3 separate regions of the Mus musculus genome follow, and all the other regions are linked to region 1. Evidence: chromatin contacts called from public HiChIP or PLAC-seq data. All regions are on one chromosome and are shown on one strand. Each heading gives the region's core, a stretch centred on a gene start, on an enhancer-like site or on the middle of the called end of the contact. The rest is flanking DNA. Distances are from core to core; before and after follow the strand shown.

What was found. HiChIP or PLAC-seq counts read pairs in DNA pulled down with a chosen protein or histone mark.
Region 2: a contact with region 1 is called in an H3K27ac HiChIP or PLAC-seq map of the NIH/3T3 cell line, with 2.8 times the contacts expected there. The contact joins two enhancer-like sites. A contact is called at or near these places in 1 of 39 promoter capture datasets (hippocampal neurons) and 2 of 115 datasets of contacts at active chromatin or transcription factors (the NIH/3T3 cell line and embryonic stem cells).
Region 3: a contact with region 1 is called in an H3K4me3 HiChIP or PLAC-seq map of embryonic limb bud, with 5 times the contacts expected there. The contact joins two enhancer-like sites. A contact is called at or near these places in 3 of 115 datasets of contacts at active chromatin or transcription factors (craniofacial prominence, embryonic limb bud and embryonic stem cells).

The regions. Positions count from the first base shown.
Region 1 is chr6:4,486,725-4,491,828 of GRCm38.p6, reverse strand. No RefSeq gene overlaps it. Among named protein-coding and RNA genes, the nearest start is that of Col1a2, 16 kb to the left of the region's middle. Within about 2 kb of position 2,253, at least 124 of the 459 cell types and tissues checked have an H3K27ac peak or open chromatin away from gene starts, as enhancers often do. A contact at or near this core is called in the NIH/3T3 cell line, craniofacial prominence and embryonic limb bud, where this site is marked.
Region 2 is chr6:5,440,210-5,445,313 of GRCm38.p6, reverse strand. No RefSeq gene overlaps it. Among named protein-coding and RNA genes, the nearest start is that of Asb4, 52 kb to the right of the region's middle. Within about 2 kb of position 2,418, at least 173 of the 459 cell types and tissues checked have an H3K27ac peak or open chromatin away from gene starts, as enhancers often do. A contact at or near this core is called in the NIH/3T3 cell line, where this site is marked.
Region 3 is chr6:5,108,588-5,113,691 of GRCm38.p6, reverse strand. It overlaps Ppp1r9a (protein phosphatase 1, regulatory subunit 9A), which reads right to left. Exons shown (of 16, transcript NM_001363809.1): 8 at 2,639-2,692; 9 at 1-91. Among named protein-coding and RNA genes, the nearest start is that of Gm46949, 43 kb to the left of the region's middle. Within about 2 kb of position 3,106, at least 212 of the 459 cell types and tissues checked have an H3K27ac peak or open chromatin away from gene starts, as enhancers often do. A contact at or near this core is called in craniofacial prominence and embryonic limb bud, where this site is marked.

The DNA of each region.
Region 1 (5,104 bases), core at 1,004-3,503:
GGAACTGAAGTAAAGGAACCTTGTAAGCAGTAAGGGGTGAGGAATGGACCATGAGAGGGAGGTCAGGAAAGAGAGATTCAGGTCTGGAGTTGGCTGGAGGGGAAATCTCACTGAAGCTGTGTGACTGACTGAACAGTCTAGGTCAGAATTTGTGAAGATGGATTTCAAATTAGTTAAGGATAGATTTGATGGGGATTTTTGAGACACAAGGTAGATAAGGATTTTGAGAAAAGAAAAAGGGAAAGACACATGGCTTAGTAGGTTTCTCATGATCCAAAGGAGAATGAGGTATCAAGATAAGAAAGAGAGTCAATGTTAGATGATGAAGGAGAACTAATAAATACCTTAAAATTACAAGTCGAAGATGTTGATGACTTAATGACTCTTGAGAGAGGTGCCATTTAGAGTAAGTTAGATTATATCCAGTGTGAATGAACTGTGTGCTCCCAAGTAAGAGCAGTAGGATCTTTTTTGTTTGTTTACAAATGTAGCAATAAAAGTAAATCCATACATCTCTACAATGGACTTACAAACACAACTACCACAACTACTTATCTATCTATCTATCTATCTATCTATCTATCTATCTATCTATCTATCTATCTATCTAATCTATCTATCTACCTATTATTTTATAGGGTCAGGGATTGAAGCCAGAGAATCTTGAAGCAAATGTTCTACCATTGAGCTACATATCTAAAGCCTGTAAGCAGCACTCTCAATGTTAAATATTCTTCTCTGACAGTGTCATTAAGAGGAGGTATGTGCACGTGTGTGTGTGTGTGTGTGTGTGTGTGTGTGTGTATACACAATGCAAAATCCAGCTCTGCATTAACCTCATTAGAGAGCTGAATTTTTCATCCCAAGATTCCAAAGTAGACTTTGGACAGAATGCAAATATTTTTAAGTTGATTTATTTTATTTCATGTGTATGAGTGCTTTGCTTATATGTATATGTATGTGTATGTGTATGTATGTGCAACATGTGTGGGTGGTAACCATGAAGCTCAGAAAGGCATGCCAGAATTCCTGAAAGTAGAGTTGTGGGTGGCTGTGTACCTTTATATAAACTCTGGGAATTGAACCTGGGTCTTCTGTAAGAGCAACAAGTTCTCTTAACTGATGAGCCATCTCTCCAGCCCCCAGAATGAGAATCTTTAGGGTGGGCCCCAAGCATGTACAGGATAAAAAGGGCTTCTGGATTGACCTACTGGTTGAGGGGCACCTAAGGACCACAGACTTCATAGAAGAACTCCATGGGGGTAGTGATAAAAAGAAATTAAATTGTTGGGGTAGAAAAATCATAAAATGAAAGCTACAGCAAGAATTCACGATGCAAAGAAGCAAAACTGAAGACAAATATTCCTTATTGAGAGATACTGCATTGAGTCATAAATTGTCTTCTTTACTTTCTTCTTCCTTTCTCTTTCCTCACCCTCTCCTCTCTCTCCCTCTCTCTCTTCCCCCTGTCCCTCTCTCCCTCTCTCTTTTTTTCTCACTCTCTGTCTCTTCCTCCAACCTCTCTCTTCTCTCCCAACCTCCCTTCAGCAAGCAACGTGGACAGTTTTGTGAGATTCTATCTTTAGAATGTCAAGCTTGCCCCCTTCACCCATCCCCCCCTACCCCCGCCAGCCACCTCCAGCCTGTACTGGGCTGGGGGAGGAGAGTAAAAAGAATGTGTTCTGTGAGTATGAGTCTCAGGAACCATTTCAAGCCAAACAGTTCCTAAGTATTTGATGTCTGGAAGATGGGGGGAAGGGAGTGGGCAGAACTCTGGCCATTTGTCATTTCCTGGGAGGTGTTCCACACTTAACCCTTCAGGGAAGGGCATTTAAATAGATTCTAGGCTTGGCCAAAGCAGCTCCAAGCCCTAGGCTTTTGGCTTTTTACAATCTTGTCCTTCCCCCCAACCCCCACCCCTTGCCCCCTTACATTTCCTGAGAAGATGGCTGTTTTCTTTCAAAGGGAAGCAGGTAGCAGTGTTATGACTTTGGCTAAAGAGCACATTGTGTGTGTGCTCACACTTAATTGTGACAATTCAAGACCCAGACACAAACAATGGTACACTGCACTAAGGGCTTTACACAGAAATTATTGCATGGAATTACGCTGTGTGTATGTCTTCACGGGAAAATCTTTACAAAACTCAGTGAGTGCCTGGCTTTTGCTTGAAACGTGCAGGAGAAGAAAGGGTTACACAAGCCTGTCTCTTCTTGATGCATAACAGCTGGTAAGAAAGTACAGCATCTCCCTCACCCTCAGCTCTGGGACTTGGACTAAGTAACTCACCCCCAATACCATCCCCCACTGCCTCCCTCTGCTTAGTAAGATTGCCTGCAAAGTTGAAATCTGGTGTAAACAAAGACAGCCGCTTTTGGGTCAGCTGAGCCCAAGATGGAGTTAAGAGAAGCAGGCAACAGCTCCTTTGTAGTCTTCAGGAAGCGCAGCCACTTCTGTGCTGTTTTCTAATTACTCAAGGTGAGTTGTGGTAGTCTCCCAAAGAGACTGAGGTAGAACTGAAGACCCCACCTGCAAGCTGGGAAGTTCCACACATTCAATTATGTGAACAACACTGGACAGCTTCTTGCTGTACACAAGGCACAGTAGAGAACAATTTTCCTGCCCCTCTAATCAGTGTCTTACAGAACTGAACTTGCTTGCTACACATAAACAGGGACAATAAGATGAAGTGTCCCACCAAATGGCACACCCTCGGGTCAGCATAATAACCACTTAGGTTGTGGAGAAATCCACAAGACTCATGAGGTCCTTAACTAAACACATGGAGGAACTGTGCATTACATTCTCTCCAGGTTGGAAACTGCTTTAAATAGCACTCAGGAAGAGAGTTTAGAATGTCTGAATCCTTCTCTCCCCCTCTCCCGCTCTTCTCAGCTCCTGTTCTCTCCCTTACCCCATTCTAATCTCCCCCCTCATCTCCTCTCCTGTTCTCCCTCTTCTTCCTTTGTCTGGCTCTCTCCACTTCTCTTGAAGATAAAGCAAAGAGTAATCCTCGCATTTTGAGTAAAATAGTGGATAATGTGAGTGGAGCTAACTAGTTACGATGGATGCTGAAGCCCAGGAGAAAAAGGGTGTGTGTGTGGGAGGAGATTCACAGAGAAAAATTGGGGGATCCATGAAAATGAGGAGTGGGAAGTAGGAGGGAGAGGAGGGCATGATTTCATGAAAGTTTTGCTATGCATGAAAGAATTGGTCCTAGGATGGAGGCTGAGCAACAGCTTCCCCTGGGGAGGAGCCTCTTGAGCCACGTTGGCCTCTTTTTGGAAGGGGAGGGCTGTGGAGCTATGGTCAGGCAGGGTTCCAGCTGCTTAGCTATGTGGCATTGCTGCTATTGTTGAAGAGAATTCTTTCCCTATGACACATCTGTCTTCTCAATTTAATAGAAACTACAGTTCTTGGGATTTTTCTTGCCATGAATTTGAAGGAGATCAGAAAAGAGAAACTTCTCTTACTCTCCCCTCTTCCCCCGATTTTACAAGGAACTATTTGCAAGGCTACTTTGTAAAAGAAGAATTAAGAACACAGAAAAAAAGAGACAGACTTGATCCCTCCCACCAGATGGATATTCAGAAAGAACCCATCATTTATCATGGGGAGAAGTCCATTAGTGTTGATCGGCTGTGTTTAACTGACTCTGTGTGGAGCTTTGCTTTAAAGTGCTTGTGTGAATATAATGATCAGCGTCCTGTTGCTCCAATTCTGTGAGTTAAGTGGTAACTTCTGCAGCTAGGTTATTAATCTGTCGGCAAATTACTAAAACCCTGGGAAGAACGGAGACAAGAGAAGGGGAATATCCCCATTTATTAGGAGTAATGTTTTCTCAGCCTACATACGTAGAGTGAGGAGCAGAAAGATCATTTGTGAATTTATCAGTGACTTTGGAAAGTCAAGGGGAAAAGCTTTGCAAATTCAAACTCAGTTGTTCTCAACTGGAAGTCTAGGGAAGAGGTCACTTAGCGGTTGAACTAAAGATGGTAGCCACATTTGAGGACTCTGGTTCATGGTCATTTTCTTGGAATTGGTTCTGAGGGCCCCAATTTCTAGAAATAAAACCCCCTAACAAGGCAGAACTCTGCATGGTTATTTATAATCAAGGTGGTAAGAGGATTTCAGGGGTAGGCTCAGTGAGCTGTGTTTTAATGTCATCCAGTGGATTCTGATTCTAAGTGATGCTTATGGAACTCTGGGTTAATAACCCCATTGCTCATTGCTGCCACCACCTACCCCATCTGAAAGTAACTCACTCGTTGTATTAGCTTGCTAGGGCTGCTCTAACCAAGGATCATAAACCTAGTGGCTTAAACAACACACACACACACGTGGTCTCACCCTTGTAGAGGTTGGGAGTTTAAGTTCCAGGTGTTCATCTTCCTGAGCAGAGTTCTAGGAGCCAGGGTGGAGGCTGGGCGGTCGAGTCGACTCAGGAACTCCCTGTTCTGTATCTTCACATTGAATACCCGCCATGCCAATCTGTTCACACAACCTTACTTGTGTTACAAAGACATTAATATTGCCTTCCAGCCCACCCAAATTTAAAACTTATTAGGTCTTTGAAAACCCTCACTTTAAATAAGATTAAACTTTAAGTTTCAGCATATGCTCAAATTCTCCTTAATCACTCCTCAAAAGAATAGTTGAGAGTGGGAGAGTTAATATTCAGGACACTTTTTAAAAAAATTTCTCCTAGGTTTCAATTATGGGGTTTACTGTAATTCTAGAAATGAAGAAGGTAGGTTCCTTTGGCAGATATTATTTTAGCAAAAGGGCCCACTGTGCCAGGAGCTTCAGCATAGCCACCAACCTGAAAAGACTTCAGTTTGAACCCCAGTGCTAACAAGTGAACCATATCTTTTAGACGTGATGGACTGACTTCTGGGTCTATCAGACTAAGCCCTCCTTCTAGGACCTGGAGCTGTTTAAGGTTCATATATTTGTAAACAAGTCATATGTGCTTCTGAGAACTATAAGCCTTATTCTTTCCTGTCTAAGGTGCCAGTCATCTTGCCACCCCAGACAACTAGTGATTTCAAATTCTTTTAAGTTTCTTTCTGTCACATATATATGATTATATACATATATGATA
Region 2 (5,104 bases), core at 1,169-3,668, 950 kb before region 1:
GAGATAGACTTGCCTCTTAATAACGCCGTTGTTGTTCTGACCTCTATGGTATTTGTGTTTCACTAAATTTGGAACCAAGTTGCCCAGTCTTAAGCAATAGGAAAAATCTCCATACACAATGAACTACTCAGTCTTAAAAAAAGGAAACCGGGGAGTGAGGGAGGGGCTGGTAAGATGGCTTAGCAGGTAAAGGTTCACACAGCTTGACAACCTAAGTTCAGTCACTAGGACTCACATGGTAGAGACTCACACAAGTTGTCCTCTGATTTACACACACATATTGTGTCACACAGGCACCCACACATACATATGTACAGATATACAATTTAATGTAATAAAAAAATTAAAAGAAATTGTGGCATCTGCTAGAACGTGGGTAGGACATTTACAAGGCACAGAAGGACATCATCCACTATCCTTCTCACTTACATGTGGCCTCCAAAACAATGGCACTCTCGGAGAAGACTCAAATGTTTTGTTCATATTTGCTCATTTACTCATCCAGCGTACCTACATATTATCCTATCACTTTACAGATGACATGTTGTAAGGCATAGAGCCAGCAAAGCCACAGTGACACCCAAAATGCAGGAATGCATACAGACAAGGAGGACAGGGGAATCCCATACCCCCACACCATGCTCAGTATGTGACAGATCATAAATATTTATTAGATAACCAACCATGGAAGTGACTAGCTCAAGGTCATGCTTAGGAATGCTGAGAGGGGACTTGGACTCACTGCCTTGGAATGGTCAGTCAACTCTTCACACTAAGCTGATGACACCCTCCACCTGTCAGCAAAGCACCTCGTTCATCTCCCTGTCTTCCCACATTGGACTCTCGCCATGTGATGGCTCCTACCTGGATGTGAGTGCATCCTACCTGGGCGTGGCTCTTTAAATTTTGCATTTTTCCCTGCTGAATCTTTTACAACCACCAAGGTCATTCTCTCCTAAACTTTTCTATTTTCAGCTATTTGGTAAGTGGTAAGTATATATGTATATACGTCGATTTTCATCACATAATTGCAATAGATTTTTTTACACTATTCTTCTACCATATAAAAGGTAGTATTCACACTTAGGCACTAAGCACACAGAATATGGTGGGTGAATGGATGGATGGGCAGATGGATAGACAGACGGAAGGATGGATTGTTGGATGGATGAATACGAGAATGGATGGGAATAATAAGGATTTTTAGAATTCGGTGGCTGACACCTTATAGATACTTCTTGGTTATCGGAAGTCTCAAAACTAATAAAAGGGACCGAGACTTAGAAAGTCAGTTTAACAACTTTGAAACAAGAAACTATGCCTCATATAAACATAAGGAATGTCTGAAAAAGCTCACTTTGCAAATATTTCTTTTTAAAGTAAACAGAAATAGTGCTGGTTTTTTACTGGCACTGTTGTAAAGGGATCACCATGGATAAACTTGGGTTTGTAGCTGAATCAAGGTGATACACTGGGAAAGCGGAAGACTCAGGAAAGGGTGGAGGCGTGTGCAGGCTCTGGAGTCAAAGCCAAGTTTTCTCTAACTTCGGTGGTACTAGCTGAATTCCAAGGGTCCGTAAGCTTCTTTGCCATAGCGAGAACAAAGAGAGAATGGGGGCTTGACTTCTGAGACTCTTTATTTTCAATCTGTGGCAAGGATGGGAGGGAGGGAGAAGTGACAGCTGATCTCTCCTGGCTCCACCCTAAAGCTTCATGGTATGAGTTCCGGAAACACAAACTACATGAAAGAAGCAAGAACCTGTTGACATATGGCTGGATAGCAAGATTGCACTTGCCTGGGGTGATACTGGCCTCTAGTAATAATTTTAAAACGAGCCAAGGATTGAGAAGAGCAGAAGAGCAATGTACACAGTATGGGAGGGAGGAGAAAAGACGGATAGGCCGTCCAGCACCACACAGTGTCCCTGTTTGAGCAGAAAGCAGCCTGGCTGTTTGTTCTTGGCATTGCTCTAACTCTCTCATACTTTTCTGGCTACTTCCCAGACAGAACGACATGTTCCCTGCCGGGTGCCTAAAGAACTTAAAAACATGTTTGCTTGTGCAACCACCAAATGAAGTTGTTCCTTGTAACAAATTATTTCTTGTCTGGAGTGTCAGGAGGTCTCAGACTTGATCGGCAAGTTCCACCCAACACCGTGTCCAAGGCACATTGTTGGTATGGTTGTGACACTCATTCAATTGAGGCCAAAATAAAGTTTAAGGGAGCCTAACTGTTCCAGTAAATCCTGATTCAAAAATACTCACTTGCAAAGAGATGGTCTCGCACCTGTTTCTGCTCCCCTGCTCCCCTCCCGCCGCCCCCCCCTCCCCCCATGAGCTCCTCTGGCTGGCCACATTACTCACCCTGTGGGAGCTAAAATAACACAGATTAACACCAGTCCGCCAAAGCCAGCGAGTAGGCGACAATGACTCAGCGACTCAGCGTCTCACTCTCCCTTATCTGGAAGGTGAAATCCCAGTAGAGGAGGCTTAATCAGCTAGCGTGAGGGGTCCCTGCTGGGCCTCAGAGGGCTCACTCCCTGTGAATAGAAAAGTGGTAAACAACCTAGCTTCTCTTTCTGGATTCTGACCTTAAAAACAGTAATCTAAGTATTGTAGGGTATCTAAATCAGAGACCAGATTTCCTTGCCACACACCAGTTCTTATAAACAAGACGGGCCAGAACTTTCTTTCTCAAAGTTGATCGTTTCTCCACCTCCCAGTATATGCCGCTAGCAAGTTATCCGGTGACTCCTTGTGGATTTTTCTTTCAAGGTCTTGCCCTGTGCTGACTGACTGCAGTCTTCCTGTAAGCCCTCTCCTGCCGTGCAGTTTTCTCCTGTGTCATAGCTCTACTGGAATTCTCCCTCCTGATCCATAAACCTCTCAAATTTAAGAGGACCACAGTTAGTTATGACATGAGAGATGTATATGTTTAAATATGTGCATATGTATCTGTACATATGTATATGAGTGTTTGTGTGTGTAACAACACAGAACATGAGCAGACATTGTTTGTTTGTAATTAAGCTTGTATCCTATCTACACTTCTAATTAGCTGTGTGACACTGGACAATGACATGATTTGTCTGTGCTACAGTTTCATCATCTAGATGATGAAAACTGTAGTATTCGTAGGGTTGGAGTACAAATAAATCAAATTGTCTGTTCAGTCAGCGTCACTAGATCTCTGTATTTATAGCCCCCCCCCAAACTGAAGTAAGAGAATTAATGATGATCCCTGTGTTTGATTCATCAAGCTACTAATAACTAAAGACAAAAAATGGAAAACAATAGATGTGGGAATTCCAGACATGATCAGCACATTCGACAGTATGACGCCATGATCTTGATAAAGTCGTGGAACTTGGGGCTGGAGAGATGGCTCAGCGGTTAAGAGCACTGACTACTCTTCCAAAGGTCCTGAGTTCAAATCCCAGCAACCACATGGTGGTTCACAATCTGATGCCCTCTTCTGGCGCATCTGAAGACAGCTACAGTGTACTTACATATAATAAATAAATAAATTTAAAAAAAAGTCGTGGAACTCTGCAGTTCTTGTCTCCTCAAGCGTGAAGTAAGGGTTCAGTTTATGAACTGTTTCATGGTGACTCTGCCAGCAGCACTTAGCTGAGGCCTCTGTGAGCACATGCTCATCGTTTTCAAATAACCAGCAATGACAAACGACACACCATTCCTTCAGTCACAAGACTTGGTATCAAGTGTCCCCTGTCCCTAGCAATGGCAGCAACAAATAACATCGTCCCTCAGAAAGGCCTCGCTGCTGTGTGAGAATGGGCTTCTCTCTCCTACTTTTTGTTCCAGTGAGGCCCCAGCCTGCTTGAGAGTGCCACTCCCATGTGAGGAGGGCCTTCTCGCTCTATGGTGCCTCACACAGCAGTCATCTCTGGACAGAATTTTACAGACCTTCGCAGAAGTTTGTCTTGCCAAGTTTCTAAGTGCCTTTTCACCCAGGAAGGCTGACAGCACAATAAACTATCATAGCAAGTCAAATTTATTTGACATCATTAACTTTGAGCGAAACTGAAGTTAAAACTCCAGAGACAACCACAGTGTGCTCAGCGTGGTTAAAGGTGGGAAAACTAACCTCCCTAACTATGGGTGAGACTGCTCAGCGATGAGACCTCGGATACTGATGGTGGAAGAGAAAATGGATGGCATTTGGATTTTTTTTTTTTTTGACAGTTTCTTATGGAAGTTGAAAGTAAGTTCCTGCTGCTGAAAAAGACACTGTGTATTTTGAACATAGAAGTCTTGGAAATTAGCCTGGAACTGGTCCAAACACATCCTACTTGAGGGCTAACTTTCATAGTGGCAGAAGGTACCAAGCAAGCTGTCAAGAGAGGAAATCAATCAATAATAGTCTTCCCCAGATTAAATGCCTATGAACCACAAAAATAGAAAAAGACAGACAGAGCAAGATAGCCCTAAAGATGCAATAGCGCTACTTACGTATATCTTGGAGGTAACCAACCACTGTCGAATGGGACACAAGGCCCTCTCAATAGAAGGCCTCAACTCCTGATACTATAAACAGTCAACTGCCCATGGCTAATGAGGTTATGGATATTAGATAAGAACCTTTTCCTGCTGTTTTCCTAAGCCAGCATAATTCTGACTGCATTCTCAGTCCTCAGCCTTACATCCACACGGAAGTGAAGTTCTCGCTCCTCACCACAGAAGCTCTTCTTTTGCAGCACACAAAGACCATTACAGTAAGCCACTACTAGCCAATATGCTAGAACAAGAGCTGGGGGCCACAGCTCCCATTGGTATTGGAGAACCCATCCCGGAGCGCCTCCTTGAGGAACACTAATCCACCCTCTGCATCCACAGCACAACCCCTACACCCAAGATCTAGTAAACTTGAAAGGGTGGGAACAGACAGAGGACTGGGAATCTTTTAGGAGATGTGTCTTCTAGAAATGACAGGGAAACAAAGACACCCATGAGATTTCAGCAGTAGAGCTGCCTAAACAGGACGTCAGCAATGATAGCGCCAGTTGACATGCCATTCCGGATAAGAAAAATCTCATGGAGCTCCAAGCGAAGATGAAGAACTGAAGCAATTGATGATTTCTCA
Region 3 (5,104 bases), core at 1,857-4,356, 620 kb before region 1:
TCAGCATCCGTTCTTTATTCTCTTCTATATTCTGTTGCAGTTGGTTCTTTTCTAGTTCCCACCTTACTTTCTCATTTTCGGCTGCTTGAAGCTGGAGAAAACAAATGTCAAGGCAAAAATAATTTGGGCATGTCTGTAGCACCATCTCTCCACACTATTAGCTTTTTAAGATAAAACCCTATTGTTATATACAATCAGTCAGTCATCAAAACAGCTCAAGATGAGAAGAGCAACTGTTCTTTCCATATCCATAGAGGATAAAACGGAAGGCTTGAAAAGAGAAATGATTTGCTCAAGGTTACCCATCTGATAAAAGACCAAACACAAATCTGACATGAACTCCCATGAACTCTCTTTGCTAGCATGCCGTTTGAAATACTGCAAGCAGGAAATGGTGTCTAGCGCATCACTGATTAGGTCCACTAAATGTTGACACACGTTGTTTGAAAGCACGTTAAATAAAGAGTAGGACAGGAAGTTGATGATTAATTAAGAAGGGAGCGGGGGTGGGAAAGGAGCAGAAGCAAAGGCACTAATGGTGAGGAAGGGACTTAGCTTATGGGTTGTTCTCCTCAACACGTGGGCACGAGGTTCAGGCTTCTAAGAGTTACCACCTGTGTCTCGGGTGGTGACTCAGGTGCCCTTAGAGTCAGAGGGCACCTGTGCTCTCACCACTCTGCATCCTTGCAACACCTCGTGGGCACCCTAACCATTTGAGAGAGTCAGCTCCTGTTACTGTGCTTTTAACCCTTTGGGGGATGTTTCTAGGTTGTTGATTTCAACTGACATGAACACATTCTGTCACTCAGTATATCACAGGGAGTGTTAAATACATCTACAGCTTTTCAAACCTTACTTTATACTATGTATAAAAGACAGGGAAAAAATAAAGGCATTAATAGTTGTCCTGTTAATTTAAATCCCTCCAACGGATCAAAAAGACAGCTCTGTGTAGTTTCTGTCTCTGGAAGTTCTTAGAAACACAGAGTGCAGTTTTTTTTTCTGGGCCTCTTGGTTATAGAGTCCAGGAAAGAGGAAGCCGGTCCAGCGCTGCTCTTAATACAGAACTCATGACACTGAGTTTCAGATGAGGGTTTAAATTGCCCTGACAACCACGTTCTCTTCACCTTGCTACTCTGTCTACCCTTTCTACGTACAAAGCTATCAAGGTTCAAATGACATCCCCATTCTATAGAGCATTGAACAAATGGAGATACACATTCACACAAATGTACACATTTCTATGTCACAAGAATAGTTTTGTGAAAAGTATTTTACTAAATACATGTGGACAAGAGGTTACAAAGTAAAGATTAGTCCCAAACACTGAAGTGAAGAAATCTATATAACATTGATAATAATCACATGTTTTCAAGTGTTATCATATACCAACCTAAAAGGAAAATATAAAATAGTAATTTGTAGACTTTTCTAAATTAATTCTTCATAAATAAATGCCTAAGCCTGTCTATGGGAGCATTTATAAACACAGGGGCTCTTTTCCCTATTTGTAACCAACAGTTTATAAGATCTGCTTTTTAAAGTCAAAAAACAGTTTTCAGATAAAAAGGGCTTGGTTTTTTACAGCATCTTTAATGAATGCTTTATAGCAGTTGTTTAGGTACCAGCCCTGCTAGCTTTAAACTTAAAATTCACGGTGCGCCGCGGACACCATGAATGATGCTGAAATAAGCTTTGACTAGAGAGCTCCAGAGCGTATTAGTCAGGAATGCCACTTAACCAAAGTAGCCAGCTAACTCATCTCCACTTAACCAGCTAACTCATCTCCATTTAACCAGCTAACTCATCTCCATTTAACCAGCTAACTCATCTCCATTTAAAACACATGGAAAACCCAAAGCATGTATTCACTGTGAATCAGAAAACAGATCACTCGACGTAGGCAATAATTATTTTGTAATTTTAAAAAGACTATGGAAACAATACAGCATCGTTTGAAAGCAACTGAAGATATTTTTAAGTCTCTGAAAACATACATTTGATAGAAATGAACAACAATAGCTAGAACTGTATCTTGTACAAGAATTTTACAGTTTCCTTTGATGTCTCACTATTTCATAGAGATTAAAAATATTTTCTTTTATTAATATTTTTCTCTTCAACAAATTTAAATAATGTGAAGTGAGTATATCTCAAGATTTCCAGTAGCAGCTGAATCTAAATTAATTACACAATGCATAGAATGAGCTTATAACTTTACTTCTTAGACATGGGAAGTTTTTCCTAAAAAGAAATTAATGTTCCACATTAAAACAATACATTGCTTCCAGTAAATTAGCTGAAATTATTATAAGGTAAATGACAGAAAGGAGATTTGCTATACCAGCTTATATTTTAGAAATTAATACACAGATGCTTGAGCCATTAAAAATATTATTTTTAATGAAATTTCAGAGAGACTAAACAGTTTAAATCTACTTAAAACACCAAGTGCCCTGTGGCCTTCTCTGGTTATGTGCGGTTATGCTCAGTCTCAAGACAGGTCCATCGATGTACTTAATGTTGGAAATGACCATCTCATGGAAATATGCTCTCAAGTGCACGGGAGCAAATCCATTACTCCCAGAGTATCTGAAGTTTAAAGAGTACAATTCAAACACCACGGAGCGGTGCTTACCTTGGTCTTCAATTTTTGAATCTCTGCTTCTGTAACTGCATGTTTGATTTGCAACTGAAAATTGAAAAGAAAAACATCTCAACTAAGAGTGTTTCTATATTTTTAAAGACTCAGCAGCGAGAAGAATATCTTATGACACAATTAAAAAAATGCTCAGGACCCTGCTGCATTGCAGCAGGTTGTAATTACAAATGTCTAGCATGTAAAATGACTCAGTGGGTGCAAACTAATTAAACATAGGGTTTATGACTCACGGTCCCTAATATCCGATTAAGTTACCAGTTTAATTGCTAAGGGGCCAAAGAAAAGAAAACTCATTTCTTGGCCTCTGCTGCTCTGCCTTTACGATCTGAGCGTCCAGGAGCTGTTTCCTTCCTGAGGCTCGCCCACAGAATGGCTTGAGCCAGCCAGTCAACAGGCCTCGCACAGTGTGAAGAGTCATTCCCACATCGTGCAGAAAGGTGGCGCTGTGGCTCTGTGAGTCGCTCTCACATTCCGCAGAGCAGCTCTGCAGCAGAGGAAGGAGTGGGACGCAGTGGCACAGAAATCTCCGGTTTGTTTTCCGTTTGTGTTCCTTTTTAACCGCAGGAAAGGTACAGATTCAAAATTCTGCCTTCCAAAAGATCTACCTGTATAAAGACTCCAAGCCCCAAAGCATTTTCTTTACAACACAATAGTGGTCTTTGCCATTTGTTTGCTTTACTCCCCCGCCCCCACTCCCTCCCCGACCACGACTGTTTTCCTTCTAGGGGTCATTCATTTCTTTAAGGGCTAAACACCCTTGAATTTAGGGAAAACAGTTTACAGGTTCACAATTTGTTCTCTGGATGTTTTTGATGGGAAGGATGTTTTTGAAATTCCCAATTCTCCCGGTTTTATAGGTCCAAACAGCCCAGTGGAGGGTCTGGGGAGGGAGACACTTTGCAGCCAAGCCCATGAACATTTTCTGCTCTGCAGCTGAGCACAGCCACTAAGTGATGCAGGTGGCACTGTTTCTTTTGGTTATGCTGAATCCTAAATTGGTTTGCCACAAAGTTACTGAAGACCACATCCCACCATCTCACCCCCCCCCCTTTTTTTTTTGTCCAAAGTACTTCGGAGTTAGGACTGTACCGAATCTGGGTTTCTTGGTTTTATGCCACAATCTTAGTGGTCCGTCTCACTCAGATGCCATTAGCAGATACCCAAAGTGTGAGTGTGCCAGGCAAGGAAACTACACCAAGCTTTCTCAGTGAAAAATACTGGCAGAGGTCTTTTGTGCTCACCAGAAATCCTGATCCCTTAGTGAGTACAGCGATGTGGGGAAACTGAGGCTCAGAGCAAATGATCAACCTAACTGTACAAAAAAAACCAACACTAGAACTGGATTAGATCTTGGATATCTAGGTTCTGATCTTGTGCCATTTCTCTAAAAAATTAAAGATGAACTTTATAAGCATCTACTGAGGGGCTCTAGGCAAGATGCTGTAAAGATAACACCCCCCCACACACCTCTCTCAAATAAACAGCCATGATAACCTGCCACTCAAGAATAAAGCCACAAAAGAATATTCTTTAATATACAACATGGAAATGTATATACAACCACAAGGAATTATTTTCCAGAGGTATTATATTCTTAGAGAATAAAGCAAATTCATATGCCTGGATGATTTTTTTCCCATCCATTACTAACAAAAATATCTACTCTGTTGTTTAAACTAATCTGAGTGTGGGCTCTGTTTATAGCTTTCAGTAAGAACGCGCGCGCGCACACACACACACACACACACACACACACACACACGCACACGCACACGCACACGACTAACTGTAACTGAATCAAAATGTCTACGTGTGACTACCAGAAAGGGGCAGGCAGAAGCCTCGTCAGCATCACCTGCAGCACTCCACTTAGCCTGTGCAGGCGTGGAAAATATTTTGGAAGTGAAAAATATTATCTTTGCAGGGGAGTTTTAAGAGTGCTCTAGAACCAGACATTTTCTATCAGATAAGAGCAACATTATCGGCTCTCGTGGCACCAGGGCAGCCTGCCTGGAATTCACACACAACTCTGAGAAACGGTTTCTGCACTGTGTAGACTTTTTTCTATCGTTTATGCACTGGACTGAGGCCTGTTTTGTCTGCAGGGAGCTAATGGAGCTGGAGGTGTTTTTGAAGATATATGATGTTATTAAAATGTAGCAGTGGCAAATCTTTGCCATCTTTTTCTAAGCTTAATAGATGGTGCTTTGGTTTTGGTTGTTTTTTTTTTTTTTTCCAACAAAAGTGGGTTTTATTTCAGGGAACTACATATGCAAAACAAGCTGCAATTAGCTGGTGGAGTCGTAACTCAACCTGGTCAGAAGGTCCCCACCAGGGTGGTGAACTGAGCGCAGGGCAAACCTCTAACAAGGCTGCTTGGATTCTCAGAATGTGGTTATTAATGAGCAACGTGTTGGTTACATCTCTCAGACTGTGATTACA